Linked DNA regions of Zea mays: region 2 is linked to region 1. A link is a contact called in public Hi-C data. All regions are on one chromosome and are shown on one strand. The core of a region is the stretch at or near the end of the contact, and the rest is flanking DNA. Distances in the headings are between cores, read along the strand shown. Region 1 holds the start of LOC100284131. Region 2 has its middle 24 kb from the start of TRNAK-UUU.

Evidence for each region. Hi-C and Micro-C count contacts between places; a contact is called where the count stands out from the background.
Region 2: a contact with region 1 is called in a Hi-C map of leaf, with 6 times the contacts expected there. The contact joins the enhancer-like site here to the promoter of LOC100284131 in region 1. A contact is called at or near these places in 2 of 25 Hi-C or Micro-C datasets (both in leaf).

The regions. Positions count from the first base shown.
Region 1 is chr9:143,543,379-143,548,353 of Zm-B73-REFERENCE-NAM-5.0, forward strand. It overlaps LOC100284131, which reads left to right and starts at 1,577. Exons shown (of 4, transcript NM_001157028.2): 1 at 1,577-1,923; 2 at 2,019-2,170; 3 at 2,274-2,399; 4 at 4,557-4,975. The coding sequence starts at 1,766. The coding sequence ends at 4,753.
Region 2 is chr9:143,624,303-143,628,982 of Zm-B73-REFERENCE-NAM-5.0, forward strand. No RefSeq gene overlaps it. Among protein-coding and RNA genes, the nearest start is that of TRNAK-UUU, 24 kb to the left of the region's middle. Within about 2 kb of position 1,644, at least 18 of the 20 cell types and tissues checked have an H3K27ac peak or open chromatin away from gene starts, as enhancers often do. A contact at or near this core is called in leaf, where this site is marked.

The DNA of each region.
Region 1 (4,975 bases), core at 327-2,826:
ACTTGTTCGGCATTCTTAGTGATTTGAGCTCCGTTCTAGTGTGAAACTTGTGATAGTCTCTTGAGCTCAAGTCTGGGTCTTGTGTGTGCGTATTTGCTGTGATCTTTGTGTCTTGTGTGAGTTGCCCATCCCTCCCTTACTCCGTGCTTCTTTGTGAACATCAAAGTGTAAGGGCGAGAGGCTCCAAGTTGTGGAGATTCCTCGCGAACGGGATATAGAAAAGAAAAGCAAAACACTGTGGTATTCAAGTGGGTCTTTGGACCGCTTGAGAGGGGTTGATTGCAACCCTCGTTCGTTGGGACGCCACAACGTGGAAGTAGGCAAGTGTTGTACTTGGCCGAACCACGGGATAAACCACTGCGTCTATCTGTGTTGATTCTCTTATGGTTATTGTGTTTCGCTAAGACTCTTCTCTAGCCACTTAGCATTACTGTGCTAACGCTTAACCAAATTTTTGTGGCATTAAGTTCAAGTTTTACAGGATCACCTATTCACCCCCCCTCTAGGTGCTCTCACATCTCGAATGTTCACATCTAACTCTTCAATTGGTTTTCGAAGTCCAGGATCACCAACAATCTCACTATATATTGATTCCGTATTATTTTGTGCAGTCCCAACATCTAGTGATTCTTGATTGTTTTCATTTTCATCCAAATTAGTCCCAATTTGTACGTTTTGAATGATTTCATTCGATTCTTGATTTGACGCGACTTGATAAAATGATGCAATTGTTCGAACTCTCTTCATATTGTACACTGTAATTGTAACACAAATCACTGTAATTAGACACAAACACAACATGTTTTTCTCGGTGTCAAACAACAAAAACAGACCTGCTTGCTGCGCTAGTCTGCTTGCTTGTTGCGTGACTCGAATCGCTACTTGCTGGCAGCTACTTGCAGGGCTGCAGGCCGCTCTTGCTTTGCTTTGCTTGCCTGATTGCCTCCTTGGCTGCTTGCTTGCCCAGCCAGCCGGTGGTCGGTCCCTGCGCGGCTGCGCAGCGGCGCAGCGCTGCTTGCTTGCAGCTTGCTCGCTCGGCCGCTCGCTGCTCGGGCACGCGCGCGCTGCTCCTGCTTAGCTAGCGGCTGCGTTGCCTGGGCCGCTGCGCGCCTGGCTGCTTGCTTGCCGGCGACCGGCGTGCTGCTAGCTGCTTCTGCTCGGTTCGAAACAGCACCAGACAGCAGCCACACTGCCGCCCGCAAGGCCCCAAGCTTCAAAGTCCTAAACCCTAAACCAAATTAGTTGGGCTGGGCTGTTACATAATTATTCGGCCCAAGAGTAGGGCCTGGGCCCTAGTGGCCACAGGCCTGAATCCGCCCCTGCCAAAGCGGCATTCTGGCTGGCCTATGTGCCGATTTTGACAAAAGTCATGAATTATGGCGCCGAGCTCGGCCACGTCAGTCTGTCGTCGTCAACGATGCAAGCACCTCGGCACAAAGATCTGTGATGCGAGCCGTGTTACGTCGTCGCCGGTCATAGCCCGTGGCAAAAACAAATGGTTTAAAAATGAGATTAAGTCATTTAAGGATCTAAATATGAATATTTTTCAAAAACAATTAAAATAAAAAAAATCGGTCTTTTGGTGTTGCTCTAACCCTTTCGGCTGCGCTGCGCACGTCCCCTCCCACGAGAAACACCCCACGTCTCAAGCTGCCCCTTTCTCACCGCCGCGGCCGCCACGCGCAGCAGCAACCGAGCAGGAGCGCAGCCAGCAAGCTCAGGCCCGAGCCCTACTGCAACCGCCGCTGCTACCGCACTGAACACCATGGCCGACCCGGCGGAGCACCGTCCAGCGGAGGAGGACGAGGAAGCCGCGGCGGCCGGCGAGGATGAGGACACCGGCGCTCAGGTCGCGCCCATCGTGAAGCTGGAGGAGGTCGCCGTTACCACCGGAGAGGAGGACGAGGACGTACTTGTCGACATGTGATGCATCCTCGGCCGCTTCGATTCTCCCCACCCCAACCCCGATCCGATTCGGCTAGGTTTTGTTGATCATCTGACGTGTGGCGGTTATGCAGGAAGGCGAAGCTCTACCGGTTCGACAAGGAGGCGAACCAGTGGAAAGAACGTGGCACAGGCACTGTGAAGCTGCTTAAGCACAAGGAGACCGCCAAGGTCCGCCTCGTCATGCGTCAGGCGAAGACGCTTAAGATCTGTGCTAACCATCTTGGTAATCACTGTGTTTTTGTGTGATTTTCGTTGGCGGTTTCGATCTGCCTGGATAGGTTTTGACACTGGACTGTATTGCTTATCCCCTTCCTCCGAACGCACAGTGGTGGCGACGACTAAGATGCAGGAGCACGCAGGGAGCGACAAGTCGTGCGTGTGGCACGCGCTGGACTTCGCCGACGGTGAGCTCAAGGAGGAGATGTTTGCTATCCGTTTTGGATCTGTCGAGAGTGAGCACCCATAACATATCCTACTTCTTTATCCCTCCTTTGCATCTGTTCATAACTAGCAGCTTGTACTGTCATAATATTTGGTACCTCTGTTGATTGAACCGGTTATTGTTGTTTTGATCGATCACTGGCAGTGGCGGACCCAGAAATTGACTAAGACCCGGGCCGGCCGAAGCGATCATAAACTTTAATAGTAACATATAAAAAAAATTGTACGGCGAAACAATGTTGTCATAGATGTTAAAGATAATATACAAGTTATGATGTAGCTCTTTCCAAATGTATCATGTCAACATTAACATCATCGCTTCTTACTCCAGAACCTTAAAGGAAATCATATTAAAAACACAACTTGAAGGAAATCATACGATGGTTAAGCCATTCGTCTCCTGTCTTATTACACAACTCAATTTTAATGATATTCATAGATGAGAAAGCTCTCTCCACAGAGTCTCAATCTCAAACTTAATTTCTAGCCATGTGATCTTGTTTATTTGGTCGTAACTTTTTGATCTTTTATTTGGTGATTATGGTATTAGATGGTTGTATGGAATATCTTGTTTCGTACTCTCTCTGATCTTTTTTTATTTGACGTTTGCCGGGTCAAATAAAAGAAAATGGAGGTAGTAGTTTCTAAGCCCTGTGGCTTGTAATTTTTTTGCCTCTTCGGTTTAGAACCATTTGCTAGCTTGGGAATTTTTTTGCTTATCCTAGCTCGATGATTTGGTCTCTAGTCTCTCTCTCTCTATCCATCTCTCTAGACTAGCAGGAGCCTAGCATGTGCTGTCCGAGGCCTTGCTACTAGCCTAGTATGTAAATCTACATGACACATGTAGGTGATCGTAGCCTGCTCTTGCTTGCATGTGTGTTATCCTGTGCTTGCGAAGCTTGCACTGTGCCGGATAGATATACATACATATAATTATGACTCAACGAGGCCAGAGATCAGACCGGCAGAGGCTAGAGGACAGAGCTCTTCTAAAAAAAATTTGGGCCTGCGCCCCGGGCCGTGGCCCAGGCGGCCATGGGCCTGGGTCCGCCCCATTCACTGGCCTATGAATTATGTGATAAGCTAGGTTCGTTTGATGTGATTCACACACGCACACACACATATAGTGACCCCCATGTGTATATCTCAAAGTTTAGTATGTATGTGGTCAAACAAAGTGTATGTGATCATACAAACCATCCAAGTTGGTATATTTGTTAAGTATACATAGATTGTGTGGTTGTACTTAATTTGTATACTACTACAACAATATATTTAAAAATATAGGTTCCTTCAAAGTTTTCCAAGTACTAAGATTTAGAGTATCATAAAACGAGTATATAAACATACTCAAACTGATAAATAAGTATGTATCACTGATAAATAACTGATTAATTCTGCATGCTCAGGTGCCTGATCATTGAGGTTATTGTGGATGCTCAGTGCACCATGAACAATTAACTTTAATTTTTGCACTGCCGTTGCCTAGGCACGACTTTCATGTTTATTGGACCATAGTAGCAGTATACTCCAAGGACCTGACATTTTACTTTCCAAGGATCTTTGCAGCTTTGCCCAATGTTAAAAGGGCATCAGGTGCTGCTTTCGTATTGAGATATATGTGCTGGATGATGTTATGTACAATGCTTGCATTGCTGGAAAACTTGTTTGATAGTATCTACTATTATCTAATTGATCACTAGTGTTTGATATATCATTTGCTATTTTTTACTCCATCTGTCCCAAAGCAAATCATCTTCTAGAGTTGTCTTAAGTCAAACTACTTTAAATTCGACTGACTTTATAGAAAACAACAATAACATTTATGTCATCAAACAAGTATGCATATTATAGAATTATATTTCGTAGTGTTTCTAATAATTCGAATTCGGTGTCATAAACATTGGTGATCTTTTTGATGAATTCGTCCAGACCTAAAAATGTTTGATTTGTGACAGCTTTAGAAGTTCAGGGACACTGTTGAAGATGGAAGGAGTTTTTTATTTTCTCCATGAGGCTATATAGTGTTTTGTAATTCTTTTGGTGACAAATTTATGGGGTTGCGTTGGGTTGGGTTGGGTTTGCGTCTGCTACTTCCTGAGATATAAACTGTTGTTGAATGATGATAGCGTGGCAATTATATATTTTTTGGTTTTTCTCTATTTCAGATTGCAAGAAGTTCAAGGACACTGTTGAAGAGATAGCTGAAGAGCAAGGAAAGACCGAGGTGAAAGAAAACGAGGAAGTCTCCATTGCCGCCGCAGATTTGGTACAGAAGTTAACAGTGACAGAGGCTAGCAAGGAGGGAGATGCAGAGGAAGAGGAGGCTCCTGCATCTGACCATAAGAAGGATGCTAAAGGGTAAAGATTGAAGGCAAACAAGGCCAAATGATTATGATTCCATTCATTTCGTTGTCAAGGTTCATCTTCCCCACAAATTTTCATTACAAAGTTTCATTGCATTTTCTCCTGAGATGATTTGTGTGTGTGTGTGTGTGTGTGTGTGTGTGTGTTGGGTGAAATCTGAGTTGTCAGTCATCTACATGTCTTTCTTGGTTGTTAGACTTATTCTCAGTCGCCTGTTTAT
Region 2 (4,680 bases), core at 394-2,893, 81 kb after region 1:
TGTCCACTTTGAAGTTGGCCAAGAACTTCGCTTTCGCCTCCTGGATCAGCTGTTCCTTGTGCTCCTCGAACTGGAGCTGTTCGTCGGCCGGCAAGGTTTCCCAAGTCAGCTCTATAATGTTGCTGGGGGAGACTTCAGAACTATCCCTTGAACCGGCCATTGAGGGCCGATTTGATAGGTCTAGATGTGTTGTCACAGCGGAGTCGCCAAAAAGTATGTTGACGGCCTTTTGGAGCGCCAAACACTCAACAAGAATCGTGGTGGTGCTCTCTGGTCAGGGGCGGACGGTCCGCGTGCAGGGGTCGAGCGGTCCGCGACCTGGCGCAGGGGCTAAGGTCTCCTGCTTGACAGCCGGACGGTCCGCACCCTGGGGCCGGACGGTCCGCGCGTGCGCAGGGGCGGCGGAAGATCACCGACGGCGCCTGGATCTCGCTCCCGAGAGGGACCCCGTCGGGAAGGAGAGATCCTAGGAGTTGTCTAGGCTCGAGCAGGCCGACCTAGACTCCTCTAATCGACGTAAAGCCGAAGAGAAGCGAAGAATTTGAGGATCGGAAGGCTAAACTAAAACTAGACTAGAACTACTCCTAGGAAATAAATGTGAAATAGAAGTGTTTTGATTCGATTGATGATGATTACAATCGGTCGTAGACCTCTCTATTTATAGAGGAGGGGGTCTGGACCCTTTACACAACTGATTCCGAGCTAATTCCACGAATGCTCATTTTGGTGCCAAACACCCTGCATTCAGCGTGTGGTCTCTGTGTCCCCTTGTGATGGCGCTTTGGCACTTTGGCGTTGCAATTGCAAGCTAAAGAAGCGCAAGTTGAGATGCTACGGTGGCCACGTAAAAACGCGGCCGCGCATCCATGCATGCATCTGCTCAGCTCACTTGAAAAAGGGTATGGCGCAGACGGGAACAGCGCAGCTAGAGGTTGTTCCAGATAGGCAGCAAAACCTGGCGCTACTCATCAGCCATCACATTGCAAAACCTGGCGATGACGACCCGTCCAGAACACAACGGTTTCACGTGAAAACATTACGAGATGCGCGCAGCGAACATGTGGACCCGTCCTGTTCCAAGCATGCCGCAATCACGCGGACGCAGTGACCGGCACCGCACACAACACACATGAGCGGAGGGGCGTCTCAGAGACGGAATTGCACGGAGACAGCGCCCGGTGACCGCGAGCCGTGGAGTGTGTGGCCTTTTCTTCGGAAGGTACAGCGTTTGTGGCGACGAAGGCGGATGCCCGGTCAATCGTAGGAGAACCGGATCCTCGGAGGAGCTTTTCTTCCGTCCGTCAGGAGGACGCTGGTAAAAGAAGGCCTCAAAGCTCGGAATTGGATGCCCTGCGCTGCAGTAGCCATCGACGATCGAGCAGGCAAAGAGATTTTGAGGTCGTCAGCCGTCAGGTGGTGCGAGCCGTGCACGAGTGCAACGTTGCCGACAGGCGACATGATCTTGTCTAGGATATGGAGGTCAGTCAGTACTCCTTTAGCCTGGTGCCTTTTATCTTCTCTTGAAAAGAAGTTCGTATCGAGGAAAAAGTAGTAAGGGCGAACAGTGCACGAGAAAGGCCATGCTCCGATTTTGCTCATGGGCTGCGTTATCACTTCTGGCCCAGGATATTATGGTATCTTTTTAGTGGCCCGGCCGGGCATAAAAAGGACCTTCAGCTTCCCAGACGGAACATTCGTATTGCACACATGGAGCATGCCTTTGCACTTGAGTCTTGATGTCACCAGTTCTCCCTTCAACCATCACGACATCGAAGGGTCCGGTGCAGATAGGGCCTGCTGTTCCCGCAAGGAACCCAGAGATCATTGACTGCCGTGGCAGGAGCACCTTCGCGTTCCCTTCATGCTTCTTCCTTAGAACGATATCAAATGTGTTCTTGGCTGAGAACATTGCCGCTTGATTTGTGCCATTGCCCATGACAGTTGGTAATGCTCGAGACCAAGACCAAGTAGGCCTTCTTCTCGAACTACAGTTCTTGCGCACTGTATTGGGATCTTTAGAGAGCATTCCAGGTGTATATATTGTTATTACAATCTAATCTTTACCACCTGCATCCATGACAAACAAACATTATGTGTCACAAAATTCTTGCATATTTTGTATTAAGCAGAACACCACTCACAAAAATGGAAATTGCTTGCCTCCCACAAGTGGGACAAGAAAACACACCAAAAGCTGCTGGAGTTTATGCAAACTGTAAGCATATTACTGGTTCTAGATTATTGGAAACTGAACTCATACCCTAAACAGGTTTAGGAGTGGTATTAATAGAGTAAGTAACTGGGCCAGGCCCATTACACTGGGGGTATGACGGTCATTACAAGGGGAACACCACAAATCCTAGACGGGTAGTCTAACACCCCCCGCAGTCACAACTCTATCCTGTACAGATGTTGAGACTGGATCGAAAGTCTAAAAAGACACTCGACGGTAACCCCTTGGTGAAGATGTCGGCGAACTGAAGCGTGGTGGGGACGCTGAGAACCCGAACGTCATCGGCAGCGACACGCTCGCGGACGAAGTGCAGGTCGATCTCCACATGCTTCGTGCGCTGATGCTGCATGGGGTTGGTGGAGAGGTAGACCGTGTTAGGATTTATGGGCTTGGCCCAATTAAGAAATTCTAATAAATCCCAGGAAAATCTCAAAAGCCCATACAAGTGGATGGCTAGGGAATTGGTGGAACCAATAGCACCATATTGCTAGTTCTAGTGGAGTAGAGCTAGCTTAAATATGGAAGCCACACTCACTCACCAAGTCATGGATAAGAGGAGAGAGTGTGGAGAGCCACACGCGCGCGCGCGCTCGCTCGCCTGGCCGGGCCGGGGCGAAGGCCGCGGGCGCACGACATGCGCGTGAATGGTCCGTCGAAATCCGGCCCCTCGCCTTGCGGGGGCGCGGCTACCTTTTGCCGTTTGATTTTTTTGGTTTCTTGGCTGTTACGCTTACGCGGACTCGGCCCTATAAAAGGAGCCCGGCAGCCAGCCTCCAAATTATCCCAGTTCGCTTTCGCCTCTCTTCATATCTGAGCCGCCTTTTAGTTCCCTTCGTCCCGACCGCAGAGGTGCATCTGCGATCAGGAGAGCAGGTCTCCGGAACCCTTCGTCTTCTACATCCTGCACCAGGAGAGGGCGAATAAGGTTTTTGGGAAGCGTCTTCACGCGACTGCTCGTGATCTGCTGACCTCGTCGACCCTGCTGATTTCGCTACTTCGACATCGTCGACCCTGCTGATTCCGGCGCGTGCCATCTATCAGTAAGTCTAATCAGTACACATCATCTGATTTGGCTTGTTATTTCAGTTCTTCTGATTTGGTCATGATTTATATTCGGAATTTAAACTGGAATTTGTCTAATTATTCAACAATCCAAAAACCTTATTGTAGACAATTTCATAGTTTTTCTATGGCTGCTTTTGCCGATGCGCTGAAGCCAAAAAAGTTTAATGGTATGCACTTTAAGAGATGGCAAGTCAAGGCCACGCTCTGGCTTACTGCTATGAATGTCTTCCATGTTAGTAAAGGCAGACCTGAGGGTCCACTGACTCCTGAACAGGAGAAAGAGTACGACCATGCCAATACTATGTTCACGGGAGCCGTTCTTAGCGCCCTTGTTGACCGTCTGGTTGATGCGAATATGCAGTACACAGACGGGAAAGAGTTGTGGGATGAACTTACTACTAAGTATGGTGCATCAGATGCTGGCAGTGACCTGTTGATAGTCGCCTAGAGGGGGGGTGAATAGGGCGAAACTGAAATTTACAAATATAAATACAACTACAAGTCGGGTTAGCGTTAGAAATATAAACGAGTCCGCAAGAGAGGGTGGAAAACAAATCGCAAGTAAATGAAGAGTGTGACACGCGGATTTGTTTTACTGAGGTTCGGTTCTTGCAAACCTACTCCCCGTTGAGGAGGCCACAAAGGCCGGGTCTCTTTCAACCCTTCCCTCTCTCAAACGGTCCCTCGGACCGAGTGAGCTTCTCTTCTCAAATCACTTGGGAATCAAAACTTCCCGCAAGGGCCACCACACAATTGGTGCCTCTTGCCTCAATTACAAGTGAGTGATTGATTACAAGAAAGAATGCGAAAGAAAAGAAGCGATCCAAGCGCAAGAGCTCAAATGAACACAACAAATCACTCTCTCTAGTCACTAAGGCTTTGTATAGAGTTGGGAGAGGATTTGATCTCTTTTTGGTGTGCTTTGCAATGAATGCTAGCTCTTGTATAGTGGTTGGAAGCTGGAAAACTTGGATGCAATGAATGTGGGGGTGGTTGGGGTATTTATAGCCCCAACCACCAAACTTGACCGTTGGTGAAAGCTGTCTGTCGTATGGTGCACCGGACATGTCCGGTGCGCCAGCCACGTCACCAATGCCGTTGGATTCTGACCGTTGGAGTTCTGACTTCTGGGCCCGCCTGGATGTCCGGTGCACACCGGACATGTACTGTTCAATGTCCGGTGCGCCAGTATGGGCGTGCCTGACTTCTGCGCGCTTCTGGCGCACATTGAATGCGCCTGCAGGTGACCGTTGGCGCGAAGTATCCGTTGCTCTGCTGGTTCACCGGACAGTCCGGTGTACACCGGACATGTCCGGTGAATTATAGCGGAGCAGCCGTTCTGATTTCCCGAGGCTGGCGAGTTCCTGAGGCAGCTCTTCGGA